Linked DNA regions of Rattus norvegicus: region 1 is linked to region 2. A link is a contact called in public Hi-C data. All regions are on one chromosome and are shown on one strand. Each heading gives the region's core, a stretch centred on a gene start, on an enhancer-like site or on the middle of the called end of the contact. The rest is flanking DNA. Distances are from core to core; before and after follow the strand shown. Region 1 has its middle 220 kb from the start of Mir802. Region 2 has its middle 300 kb from the start of Mir802.

Region 1 (7,292 bases), core at 3,537-6,036, 74 kb before region 2:
CCCAAGAGGCAGATAAGCCCCATGGGAAGGGAGTAGCTCTCTGAGTTTCAGAACCAGGGAGAAAGCTCTGTGTGTGTATACACGTGTAGAAAGCTGTGTGTGTGTGTATACATGCATGTGTGTATATTTGTGTGTACACACATGTGTGCATGTATTCATGTGTGTGCATGTACACATATATGCGTATACACACATGTGCATGTGTGTATGTGCATGTGTGTATATTTTATGTATACACATGTGTGTATATGCATGTGTATATTATATGTATACACATGTTTGTGTGCATGTGTGTATGTATGCATGCACATGTGTCACATGTATGTTCAGACCAGAGGACAGCCATGGATGCTGTTCTACAGGCACTATCCACCTTCTCCTTTGACTTTCTGAGACAGGCTCTCTCATTAGTCTGAAGTTTGCCAATAAGACAAGGCTGGATGGCCAATGAACCCTAGGGATCTGCCAATCTCCCTGCCCCCCTTACCACCAGTAAGTCTTCACCACAACATTCGGTTCCTTAACAGTGGGTTCTGGGGATCGAACTGGAGTCCCCATGCTTTCTGTGCGAGCATGTTGCCACGGGAACCACTGACCCAAGCTCTCACTTAGCTGCTACTGGCATATAAAATGCTAAAATCTTGAGATGGCTCAGGGGTTAAGAGCACTGGCTGCTTTTCCAGAGGTTCTGAGTTCAATTCCCAGTCACCATGTACTGGTTCACAACCATCTGTAATGGGATTCGTTGCCCTCTTCTGGTGTGTACTCACATATATAAAATACTTAAATCTCGTTTTTAAAAAATGCTAAAATCTCTAGCAACGTAGCATTGACAGAGTCTTGTACACTGACCCCGTGGGCCTGCAGAGGCCCCATGTCTTCTGGCCTCTCTCAGCTTTCCTGGGCGCAGAGTAAAGCAAGCTCACAGTTGCTTGATTCCGGAAGGTGCAGTTCTGAGCTGGCAGGGACAGGCTACTTGCCTGTGTCAAGGAGCAGAGCGGCAGAAAGCCAGTGACACCCAGTTTTAACCAGCACGTTGCTTTCCTACACTCCTGAGAGAGGGAACCTTAGTGCCACTTTCTCACTCAATGTGTTAATGTCCCAGTTGAGTGTTAAGAAACAATGGAAACAAAGCATTTAAAAGTCTATAAAACTAACTAGCCAAGGCCTTCTCTGAAGTGGTTTCAGTGGTCTCCACACATGCTCTTACCATCCCAAGCTGTCTTTCCTTACTCACAAGGATTGAGTGCTCAAAATAAATAAATAAATAAAAATAAAAATCAACCATTTGGGTTTTTTTTTAACTTCAGACTTGCATACGAACACGTAAAACACTCAAAGCTCAGTGGCTGTCATTTCTTTGGGGTGGAAAACGTTGACTTGCATTTAGGACTGACTTCCCTTTTTCTTTTTTTCTTTTCTTTTCTTCTCTTTTCCTTTCTTTCCTTCCTTCCTTTCTTCCTTTCTTTCTTTCCCTCTTCTTCTTCCTCCTCCTCTTCCTCTTCCTCTTCTTCCTTCTCCCCCTCCTCCCCTCCTCCCCTCCTCCCCCTCCTCCCCTCCTCCCCTCCTCCCCCTCCTCCCCCTCCTCCCCCTCCTCCCCCTCCTCCCCCTCCTCCCCCTCCTCCCCCTCCTCCCCCTCCTCCCCCTCCTCCCCCTCCTCTTCCTCCTCTTCCTCCTCTTCCTCCTCTTCCTCTTCCTCTTCTTCCTCTTCTTCCTCTTCCTCTTCCTCTTCCTCTTCCTCTTCCTCTTCCTCTTCCTCTTCCTCTTCCTCTTCCTCTTCTTCTTCTTCTTCTTCTTCTTCTTCTTCTTCTTCTTCTTCTTCTTCTTCTGTTGAATTGCTAGGTGTCTGTTTAGAGAACTTATTTTTTCCCCTTAGGATGGACTCCTTTCTGCCCTGTGATTCCTGAGTCTGTCCAGTAGCTTGCTACTTATTATGTCTGCCCTGCACAATCAGTCATTGGTTCTTGACGTGCTCTATTTTCCCCTTTAGAACTGCGCTGTGATGTGTCTCCTTCGGTAAGAAGTCATTTGCTGCTTCCTGGCTCTCTGTTCCTGTTTGGACAAGAGCAGCAGGGCTGCCTCTGACGGCTGGTGCAGCATGCACAGCCTTCTGTGAGAAGACAAACTAGACTTTGAAAGGCAGGGGGAATGGGGAGGGGCCGGAGCACCTCAGAGCATTAAATGGCTTTCTGAGTGAGAACAATTAGTGATGTAAGTGTATTCTTGAAAATGAACTGCTTGGGGGCGAGATTACTTAAGAATGCCATCATCCCGGCTAAAATCTCCATAAAGAGTTCTGCAGCTTGGAGGAGTCATCTTCAGAGACCATACTTATTGGAATTCATAGATAGTGTTTTGTGTGGTACTCTGAAGTGAAGCAATGCTCTGGTCACTCTAGAGCCTTTCAAAATGGCCATGATCTCCAGGGCTTTCTCCGAGGGGAAATCAGGCAGTGTGCGGACTGCAGATATGTGGGTACTTGGGGCTATTTTAAGTTTGTGTCAATACCATCACGTTTTTACTTTTCCCAAACCATATATAACGTCACTTCTCCTTCACTATCAGCGAATTGGCAAAACTTTCAGCAGAGCAATGATAGTGTGTGTGTGTGTGTGTGTGTGTGTGTGTGTGTGTTTTCTAAAACAGAATATTCCTGTAATTTATTTAACTTACACAAATTTCATTTTGTGATCCTGGGAGACAGTATGTTGGCACTGAAACCAGTACAGTTCATAGTTTATTTTCATAATGACCATGCAAAGCTTCAAACATAAACTGAGGTCAGATGGATCCCTCTGCTTTTAAGAAAGAAAGAAAAATGTATTTTGATGAAATATTGCCACTTGCAGTTTTGATATGATTTTAGCTTTGCAAATTGCATTTAGCACTGTCATTTACAACATAAGGAAGCTTAATATATTTTCCAAAATTGTTGGTGGTTTGACACTTTATATCCTAGAAGTCTACAGTAATCTCATTATATAGAGAATAGAACGTATATAACTGTAGGTGATGATTTTTGTTAGACATTTCTGATGGCCTTCGGAATGAATTAAAATGACTTTTAAATTTGATTTCTTGTGTACTTTTAGAGTCTAAAGGTCACAATTCTTTATTAGTCTACAAAGGACTTTATCTAAGGTGTTTCTGTAAGCTCCATTAAGGCCCCCTACTCTGTTTAAGAGTTTGAAATTCACTACACTGAGTTCACGTAAAATATCACTATTGTGACAAATCAACTTACTATTTCAATTTCTTATCAAAAAATGCCTGACGGATGAACAGGGTATGGAAGAGCTATTTTGTGGCACCGAAGCTTGCAAAATCGGGTCTGGACTCCACAGAGGCAAAGCTATGCCGGCTTCTGGGGCACCGGATGTCATCTGAAGCCTGAGTTACTTTGTGTTGTTTTCGGGTCTCCCATGAGAGTTGGTGTGAGAGGTGGTGGCAGGTCTGAGGGGGTGGAAGAGTGGTCCTCACTATCCTCAGCTGGGGACAGATGCCCAGAATGCAAACCCTCCACCGGGTGATTTGTTCGGGGATTGTTAACCAAATTAACCTAGCATCTTCTAAGCATCAAATCCACGCACAGGCCATGAGGACGCAGCATGCCCTTCTTATTAGCATGATTTCTGTATCAGTGATAGCCTCCCTTCACCAAGCTAAACACCAAAGCTGAAAGGAAGCATTTGGGCCAGGCAGACCCTTCAGCCAAAGCAGCTAGGCTTTGTAAGGCTGCCTTGACCGGTCTTTCTCTAGGAGGCTGCCTATTGGACGGCCTCTCTCCGGAAGGCTGCCTATTGGACGGTCTCTCTCCGGGAGGCTGCCTATTGGACTGTCTCTCTCCGGGAGGCTGCCTATTGGACGGTCTCTCTCCGGGAGGCTGCCTATTGGATGGTCTCTCTCCGGGAGGCTGCCTATTTCTTTTAAGCTCTTAACCTTGCAAAATGTGACATGCGTTTGAACCAGCCATAGTTACCTTTTGTCTTCAGGTCCTGCCTGCTCTGCTCAGCAAGTAAGGCCTCTGTCGAATGCAAAGTGTGCATCGAGTTTTCCAGTTCTCCTTGCACACTGCTTGGCACATAAACCGGCACCAGATAAACTCGTAGTTAAGTCATTTTTGCAAATTAGAATAACATGTTGTCTAGTGCAGTGGTACAAAGTTCCTTTTGAGAGACAGGATTGTCCAACTATTTCGCAGAGCAAAAGAGAGCCCCAGCCACTGTTTTAAGTCCATCATGTTCTTAGGCCTGCCGTGGTGCAGGCACTCTGTGTAGGCCTCTTCATCCATAATGCTTCTCTTAGACTCCTGGTTTAAGGGCCTCTCTGGGGTGCACAGACACTTGCAGCAGCTTGCACGTTTGCTGCTGAACCCTCCCTGTTTTTCGGGTGAATTATTACACAGATGTGAGCGTTGAGTCTGGGCCTAGCCAGCTAGGGTTCACCTCCGGTCCTTTCATTCATCGTCCTGTGAGCACAGTCACTTCACCTAATTCCTTGTGCCTCAGTTTTAACCTGCCTAACACAGGCTAAACACCCCCCTAACGGAGGGCCGGGCCTTCTGACATGAAGCGATGGGCTGGCACAGACATTTTGTGTAGTCACCCTCTCCGGACAGCTCGGAAGAGGCGGTTGCTAAGGATGGGGTCTGGCTAGGCTGCTGTGTGCTTCCCTTCAGTTTTCAGAGAGGAGCCTTTACCGTTGTGTTTTCACAGTAGAAACCCGGACAAAACCCTCCTCTTCCCTCTCTCCCAGGCAGCCTCTTGACCCTGCCTTGGTTTGTTTTGGCTGTGAACGTGTTCATTGCAACACGGACTGCGCCAGAGCTGCAGCCAAGAGGCACCACACATGGTGCGAGGCTCGCTTGTGTCTGCAAGGTAGACTGAGCTCACTCGCTTTCAAGCGGTCGCTGTGCTAATTATTTGAATAACCTCGTATATTAGGATTAAGCTCAAACATAGAGACGGACATAAAAATTAAATGGCATCACTGCGTAATGAAAAGAAGGCTTCGAATAATGAAAATATCATCAGTGCCTAAATGAATGCTTTGGGGACCATGGCTGTGAGCTATCTGGGGGGGGGGGGGGGGAAGATACCGCGGTTGCTTCACATAGCAGAACACCCTTTATCTGGGAGGCCCCAGAAGGCAGTGAGGGCGAAAGATTGCCAGAGTGGCTGACCATCCTCATTGTGAAATCGTCCTTATCTCCTGCTGACAGATGCCTAGGCTGATGCCAGGGTATCGCTGAGATGAGACTAGGGTAATATATCTCTGAAACACACAGAGATGGAGATGGGGAAGGAGATGGGGAGGGAGGGAGGAAGGGAGAAGCAAAAGCAAGAAAGAAGAACACTGCAGGCATCTTGAGACCACAGAAACGCCCAGAGGGATAACAGGGCCTCGGCTGGGGTCCATTTATCTATAGAGTTAGGTGTGGAAGTAGAGGAAAGCTCAGACTTTATTCGAGGGTGGCTGGGATCAGAAGTGAAGAGGAGAAGACATTGACAGCCCTACCAGACAGTAGGCTGGAGGGGAGAATGATGTAGAGGAGAAAGGAATCCGAGGTTGCAATGCCCTGGCAGATGTGGACAGGGCAGCTGCTGCCCTTGGGGCTCAGGCAGTCTGTGAAGGAACAGGACATGATGGTCACAGGTGAGGGTGGGGGAGGGGGGGTGACAGAGACAGTGCAATATGAAGTGGTGTGTACAATCACAGGCACACGTGCAGCCAAATGGAGACTCCCAGGCCACTACAGACCCTATACCAGGGAGCTGAGGACAGGCAGGATCTCCAAAGATCCTTGGAGAGTCTCAGGGGGCCACCAAAAAGGGACACTGAGAAGTCAAACCTCTAGAGGACTAACCAGTCTGCAACATTAGAAATGTGTGCGAAAGTATATGTGTGTGTGCATGTGTGTGTGAGAGTGTGTGTGCATGTGCATGGTGCATATGCATGTGGAGGGCTGTGCATGAATGTGTATGTGTGTGTGAGTGTGTATGTGTGCTGCATGCATGTGTTGGGGGACTGTGGGTGTGCGTGTGTGTGCATGTGTGTGTGTCTCTCTCTCTGTGTAGGCCTGTGCACATGTGTGTGTCTCTCTGTGTGTGGGCCTGTGTTTGTGTGTGCCTGTGGGTGTATACCCGTGTGTGTGTGTGTGTGTGTGTGTGTGTGTGTGTGTGCATGTGTGTGTGTGTCTATCAGGGAACTTCCAAGCATTATCTGCTGTGCTGTCCCATTGGATCTACAGATCCAGTTAATACAGATATCAATTCCCAACTTCTTGAGTATTTGAGATTAAAGACAAGTTACAGAAGAGCATCAGCTCGCTGTTACCATTTGTTTATTTTTGTACTTTCCCTTTGTTTCACACAGACACACTCACACATGGAAACACAGAAACACACACACACACACACAAACAAGCACACAGACATACACAAACAAACAAACGCACCCTCAACACACATGAACACACATATGTGTGCATCACTTTTCCTGGTTTTGTATCTCATGGCCCTTTTTGCCTGAATCCTCCTTTGGACATTCTTTTACATAACTAAAGTGTGATTAGAACCCTCAGTAACGTTAACATTGATATCATGTTTTATCTAATCTCTCATTTCTGTTTCATTCTGTCTGTTGAGCCACTGTGAGAGCACTTCCCTCCACACGCCGTCTCTTTAGCTCTCCTCTATTTCCTCTGAAACAGGTTTTTAAGTCAACACACACACACACACACACACACACACACACACACACACACACGGAGCTTTAATTTGACAATTGGACTTCATTGATTTCTCTTGCAAATAGCTTCAGGTATACACTCTGTGCAGACATACTACATGTGGATGTGCGTGTCCCTCCCTGGGTCCTATATCTGGAAACACTCTACGACCTTATCTGTTGATATTGACATTGATTATCTAATTAAGGTGATCTTGATAATAATTTTCAATCTGTTTTACATTTTAAGGTCATGTAAATACCTTGATATCCAGAAACCTCTTGTATTTAGTATCTGCTAGAGATTTTTCCTGAAGTGGTCTGAGTTAGAATTGTAAAACTACAGGTTTTGTTTTGTTTTGTTTTGTTTTTATTTTCCGACTTGACTTCCACGCCTCCTGTCACTTCTAAGACCTTAGTGTTTGACCAGGGCTCCATCCCTCCCCATCTGCTCATGAAGTCTCACTTACTGTTTTTCACTTTGTTATTTTCGTATTCACACTGTCTCCATCTGGCAACAGGAGCTCTGGTGAGTGTCCCTCTGATAAACTCTCATTTAGTTT
Region 2 (7,083 bases), core at 3,721-6,220:
GCTCTTTCTCTCAAGGTTACCAACTCGAGAACAATAGAGATGTGTGCACGTGCATAGAACTTGGCACACCCTACGTTCTCCATAGATACCCACTGTTGTTGAGGCTCTCTTGCCCACGAGGAGACTGGTACTAGGTACCTTGAACAAGAACATACTGCTGGCAATTGGAGGAGGCAGGATTTGAACTAAGATCCGACCTTCCTTATCGTAAAAGTCAAGTTTTGGCTGCAACCTTAAGTTATGGAATGTGCTGGATAGTTTTACATCAACTTGACCCAAGATAGAGTCATTTGGGAAGAAGACGCCTCAATTGAGGTCAAGCCAAGATTGGCCAGTGGACAAGGCTATGGTGCATCTTCTTGATTGATTGTTGATGTGGGAGGGCCTAGCCAGTTGTGGGTACTGCCACCTCGAGGCAGGTGGCCCTGGATGACATGAGGAAGCAGGCAACCTACTAAACATTGTCCCTCCATGAGTCCTGTATCATTTTCTGCCTTCTGCCTTGAGTTTCTAGCCTTACTTCCCTGAATGTGTAGGATAAAATAAACCCTTTCCTCCCCAAATTCCTTTTGCTCAATAATAGGACCCAAAGTAAGACATCTAGATGATCAGACTTAAAATAAACTAGGATGATGTCCACAGGGTGTAACGTCGACCCAAAGGTGGAGTTTTGGGAGCCCTGAGAATCTCTGGGGCCATGTGGATCATCTTGAAGGGTTGGTCCTTGTGGGAAAATCATAATGGCTGATATGGGGAATATGCCTTCTCGGCTGTCCCAAACAGTCTGGTGGGTTTCACTTCGTCTTTACTGGCATGGCGTAGCATTCAGAGCAGGGCAAGCTGTGTCCACAACCCACAAGCAAGTGCCATCAGATTACAGTGAAAGCTCAGTTAGTTCGAGCCTTCTTATTCCAGATAGTAGCCACGCCTCTTGCAATATGGTCCACCCTTCAACTGAAGCGGCTGTAACCCCAGACTGTGACCTCATCTTTCCCCCCAACAGCTGTCTATCTACGAAGATGCCATTTTCTGGTACTTCATGAGTATCTGCCTCCATCTCTGAACCCCAAGCCGAGCCCAGGAATAATCCAAAGCATAGCCTTGTCACCCCTTTATCCACTCCCAGCTTGTCTCTCCATGCTGGTTACATCGTGTCTCACCCTCAATGACCATACTCTGTAGGCTCGGAACACATTAGGATATTCTTAGGTACCCTGGTGGGGGCAAGCATGAGGCTTTCGCCCCCTTTTCCCATGAACACTGCCCTGCAAATGTGACTCAGAACTAACAGGTCCAGAATATTGCAGTTACAGTCCATATGACAGGTCCCCATCCTGGCCACCAAGACGCACAGACGCTTGAAAATCACTGAGTGTTTTCTAGACACTCTGGCCCAAACGCTGGCTCCTGCTTTGGCCATCCTTTCTCACACACAGCTTTTAGAACCCAAATCTATTGAAGATAATTGACCAGTCACTTGGCTGTACTAGGAAGAGATAAAAATACTTTGCTGAAATATTCATTTATTTAGCTCCTCTCTGACAGTTCCGGAGCCATCGAACCAAAGCACCCGTCCTTTCTCCTCACTGAGGACGATAAAGTATCTGCTGTAACAGTGCAGGGCAGGAATCCGGGTTCGGATGTGGCGGTGTTCAGGGCAGGAATCCGAATGTGGCTGTGTCAGTGTTCTGTGTCTTCCCTACCCACCCTTCCATGGTGACATTAATGACTTTTCAACCTGCCTTGTTTGGTTTGGTTTCTCTCTTTAGCATCTCCTGAGGATAGTCACATAGTTTTCTTATGACCTTTGCTCACTATAAAAAGAACCACTCGTTCTTTTCTGCTCTGGTTGGTGGGGCTGATATCATACCCTACCAGGAATGAGGCAGGAAAATTCCAAATTAATAAAACATCAGTTTAAATTTCCCCCAACCTTACACCTCCTTTCCACACACATTTCTTATGTGTCTTACGTTAAGAACAGCTTAAATTACTACTGCTCATATTGTACCATGATTTCTTTTCTTGATTTGGGAATTTATCTACTTTACCTGGACCTTGGAAGATACAGTAGCTAGATGTGGGGGCTGGAGAGATGGCTCGACAGTTAAGAGGACTCGCTGCTCTTTAAAAAGACCCAAGTTTGGTTCCCATCACCACTTTGGGAGGCTCAAAGCCCAGACATCCTTTTCCAAGGGTCTGATGCCCTCTTTCAACACCTAGAAACATGAGCGTACATGTGTACATGAATGTATTTGTGCACACACAAACATGCATATACACACATGCACACACATGTACCTTCACATATATACAAACACATGAGCACACACACATTGATGCACACACATACACATGCACACACATGTATACACACTCATGCACAGTCATGAACACACACACATGCACACATATTCATACACAGATACACATACATATACATACATGTGCACACACATGCACACACACACACATTTTTAAAAAGGAGAAGATGACAGTTTTATGGAAACTCTTGCTGATGACTAAGTCTACCCCTGAGAGCACAGGTCCCTCCATCTTTGTAACTGGGATGCCTGATATGGGCTTGATGGAGACACTATTAAATGCTTAAGATCTTTTGAGAGACATTCTAGGCTGCTGTCCAAGTGCATGGCGAGCACTGGATTGGTCACTCTCCCTTAGAGACAGCCCTGTTCACCAAGAGTGAGGAAATCTGTGCAGAGGTTTTTTTGTTCTGCCCTTGTAATGTTTTGTGACTGAACAGGAAGGCTCAGGCTGTTAGCAGCTATGAATTCCTTCCATGTCCTCTTCCCCACGGTCTGCAGCATTCTGTGTAGGTGAAGGCAGTTCTCTGACTCTGATGACTGACTTGTGGTCTGGAGTTTGGTATGTGAGGAAGATAACCATTGTCCAGTCTGTGGGCAGAAAGGGAGAGACATGTCCTGAGACCCCCTTAGAAAGGAGTTAAAGACGGTTGCTGGCACATGCCCATACATACAGGAAAGGCCCTGTCCCACTCACAGTAGTTCAGAATTTCATAATAACGTCCCGGGTTGGAAACAGCTCTCTATAAATCACATACGGTCAAAGGGATAGGACAGAGATGTTTCCTGTCAGGAATGTCTGGCTTTCATAGCTGAGTTTGGCTGACTGATTCCAGAACCTTCCTGACTGTGGGTTGCCTCTAACGTACGCCTTCTCACCTTAGTACTACACCCTCTTCCTGCAGGGTTCCCCATGCTGTGCACTTAGAATATTTTGTTGCATTTCTGCTCTCTACACACAAGGAGCCCAGAGCATATTCTGTCCTCAATCTGTGGCAACTGAGTTTCCTAGACACGGCCAACGTTCTCCTGCCAGGGACAACATTCCACCCAAGAGCCATTGCTTCGATGCAAGATGACTCCAGTGCCGATTGGCGACTGAGGATCTGAGTGACCAGGTGCAGAGAGCTCAGAAGGTCCCCCTGACTTGGTTCATCAGTCAGACCTTTCATGGTTTAAAGTTAAGAGCTTCTGATCTACAGAGGCCTCGAGTTCCTTCTCTGGCACCCTCGTTGCTGCTCATAACTGCCTGAAACTTCAGCCCAAGGGGATCAGTCACCCTCTTCTGGTCTCTGTGGGTGATTGTGCTCATGCACAAACTTGCATAGAGACACATGCATATACACACACCTTAACATGTAAAGGAAATAGTTAATCATACATAGTCACACAAGAATCATCACAACCAACAAAAAGTTAGTAGTTTTCTTTAACTACTACCTCGTTTCTTTTGCTCTATTTCCCCCTTACCTGTCCTCCCTCCAACTCTTCCCCTTTACTCCTCCTTGTCCACTTTCAAATTCATGACCTCTTTCCTCATCAATTGTTGTTACATAGAGTTGCGTATGTATTCTTTAATACTGACTAAACCCTGTAGAATGGCTGCCCTTCGTTCAGGAAGAGAAAGACGTTTAAAGAGACAGCAGTGTCTGATTTTGCTGATGGAGCTCATAACAGAACCTTGAGAGCCAGTAGGCCCTGAGCTACAGATGGCTTGGCTTTTAAACCCATCAGCAAAGCATCCTGCAGCAGGTGCTTACTTAAACCCCGGAACTTGAAGAGCTCAGAAAGCAACCTTTTAGCATAGAAAAGCTGAAGGTTTTCAACACAAGCAGAAAGAAGAAAAACAGGGGTTGGAGGTTGCTGGGTGTTTCACCAGGACCTCTAAGTGGGAGGCTTGGCACCCTATAGGGTTGAGTAGGTGAGGTTACCTTCTGAATACCTGCAGGGGGCCACTACCTTCCACCCCTGCAGAGGACACGCCCACTCCCATGATGCTGTGCGCATAGTTTCAGACCTCCATCTTTTCATCTTCTGCTCATTTCCCTTTAACAAGAAGAATGAAGACCTCAGCTCTCACAGGCAGATCACTGTTTTGTTTGGTCTGAAGTCAGATGGGAGGCCTCCAAGGAAAACTCCCTTTTAGCATTTTCCAATTAGAAAAGTGCTGTGCCCCTCACCGAGGGCCCGCGCTCTCCCCCCACTTCCCACTTACTTTTACTGACATTATTTATCGGAGGGGATCATATTTCAAGAAAGATTGTTTTTTTCTCTTACTGAAGAGAGGAAAATACATTTCTTTGTTGAAAGAAAGTGGGAAAGATCCAGAAGAAAGAGAATCCCCAGGGCCGTAGGGTTGTCTGTCCTTTTTGAGCCGTGGTGTTTCATAAGGACGTGGGTCTTAGGAAGAACGGGAGTTTATAAAAGCAGCTTGCTGGAGAAGGACCCATTTGTAAAGGCTTTTAGAAAATGCATTATTTACCCACTGGAGCGGTCGGTTATCATGTTTACTCAAGGGAAAGCAGATTTTCTCTTAATTCTTGCCTAAGTTTTTCTTAAAACAGGCTGTTGACTGGAATCGATGTGGACTGTGGCCTAAAAGGACACAGGACAGCTTGGCCCCACTGGTACCTAAATAAATGGTCATCCAAGGTCATGCCTTCCGTCAGCGGTAGACGCTATTTTTGAGTAGCATGCCTCAAACTCAAACTGTTAAAGGCCCAAAGCTCAGAAGCAAAAACTTTCAGGGGCCTGGAGCTTGCTCCATCAGGGCCTGAGTTTGCCTTCCCTAGAGGGCACAGAAGGACCTGGGTTCAGATCCCTACACCCATATAAAAGCCCATCTGAATGGTGTCTGAGATCCTAGCATAGGAGACATAGATGGGGTCCTTAGAACACAGCAACCGGTCTGTCTAGTCAAATGGATGAGAGTCAAGTTCAGTGACAGACTGTCTCAAAATTAACATGGGGAGTGGTGGAGTAGAGGTGTCCTGAGTCAACTTCCAGCCGTCATAGGAGAATGATGCTCAAGCAGGCACTCCTGCAGACACATGGGCACACATATACAAATAACACACACACACACACACACACACACACACACACACACACACACACACTCACAATCAATACAGTAACATATGCAAGCTTAAAGCCTATAAACAAAAACCTTCAGGGTAAGGAGTTACTCAGTCCAAGAAGCTCCTTAATTATGCCAGGAACATGCATTGAATGTTCAACATCTGATGATGAAAACATCAGTTTCGCTTCTATGGGCGACTGATTGCTTACACAACGTAAGCAGATTTGATATGAAGTATAATCAATCTAGTCTCCTGCCTTTTCCTCCTCCATTAATAGGCTATCATTTAGACAGAGTATCGCTGTCCTTTCAGACTTGCTTTCCTGCCAGAACAGTCTAGAAAAGGCTCTATGCAGTCTTCCCCCCTTTACCCTCCCCCCCCCCAACGCAGCCTGGAAGCTGTTTCCTTAGTAGATGTATTAGTCAGTAGGGCTGGCTACGCTGTGTAACAAGCATATCTTCAGCCAGGTGGCTTGACCACACATAGGTAAATTATCTCCAAGGCTTTGGAAGATTCTTCAGGGAATTGTCCTTTGTGTCTTGACCTAGGCATCCAGGTTGCTCTGATCTTGGGCCTTCAGAATGTTAAGGCACGATCTCTGTACTGAAATACTGAAACAAATCATTAATTGTAGGTCAGAAAACTCCAGTTGGAAATGTTTGGCAGGAACTAGCCACATGGTTCTAACCAGCTTGAAAGGATAGGAAGTAGACTCCTCTGTGGGCCTGTGAGAGGAGAGAGCCCACAAAGGAAGGTCCAGATGTTAGGGGGGAAAAGCCATCCAATGACACAGCTTTTGGAAGGCATCAGGGCCACAGGCCTGAGTGCTCAGGATAGGGGCTACAAAAGTCACTCTGGGGAGTCGGAGCCCTGCCCCAGTGTGAGGAAGCTCTAGAGCCAGGAGAACTGTGGGTGACTTCAGAATAGGATCATAGGATCCATGACACCCTTTCACCCACAGTTTCCCCAAGGCCAAAGCAGAAATTGTAACCAATCAGAGGCTCTCACAGGTGTCTCCTCAGTCAGCTCACTTCCTTAGTTGGCTCACCCAATGCTGTGCTCATTGGATACTGTCAGGAAGGTGAGGCTTCTTGGGTAGTGTCTGATTGCCTTAGGTCTCCCAACAAGCCCAGAGACATGCTTTTTGATTTACTTGGACACAATTCACATTCTGATGATTTGTCCTTTTAAAGTATACATGGTAGTGGCTTTTAATATGTTTTTAAATTTAATTAGAATTAGTTATTTGGACCAAAGGGATGGCTCTGTGGCTAAAGGAGCTTGCTGCTAAGGCTGACAATCAGAGTTCCATCCCAGGGACCTAGGTGGTAGAAGGACAGAAACAACTCCTAAAAATGTCCTGTGACCCCCACACATGCACACACACACACACACACACACACACACACACACACACACACACACACATTTGACAATCTCAGTTCCGTCCCAGGACAGAAACGACTCCTGAAAATGCATGTACACATGCATGTACACACATGCACACACTCATACACACATATATGAATATATATATATATACACACATACATATATATGTACACTGAAATTGAAATATGATCTTTAAAAGTTTAGAATCAGGGCTGGAGAGATGGCTCAGAAGTTAAGAGCACTGGCTGCTCTTCCAGAGAACACGGGTTCAATTCCCAGCACCC

The links. A called contact is a pair of places that touch in the nucleus more often than the background predicts.
Region 1: a contact with region 2 is called in a Hi-C map of liver, with 2.0 times the contacts expected there. The contact joins two enhancer-like sites. A contact is called at or near these places in 3 of 12 Hi-C or Micro-C datasets (kidney and liver).

The regions. Positions count from the first base shown.
Region 1 is chr11:45,884,330-45,891,621 of GRCr8, reverse strand. No RefSeq gene overlaps it. Among named protein-coding and RNA genes, the nearest start is that of Mir802, 220 kb to the left of the region's middle. Within about 2 kb of position 4,786, at least 7 of the 93 cell types and tissues checked have an H3K27ac peak or open chromatin away from gene starts, as enhancers often do. A contact at or near this core is called in liver, where this site is marked.
Region 2 is chr11:45,810,953-45,818,035 of GRCr8, reverse strand. No RefSeq gene overlaps it. Among named protein-coding and RNA genes, the nearest start is that of Mir802, 300 kb to the left of the region's middle. Within about 2 kb of position 4,970, at least 3 of the 93 cell types and tissues checked have an H3K27ac peak or open chromatin away from gene starts, as enhancers often do. A contact at or near this core is called in liver, where this site is marked.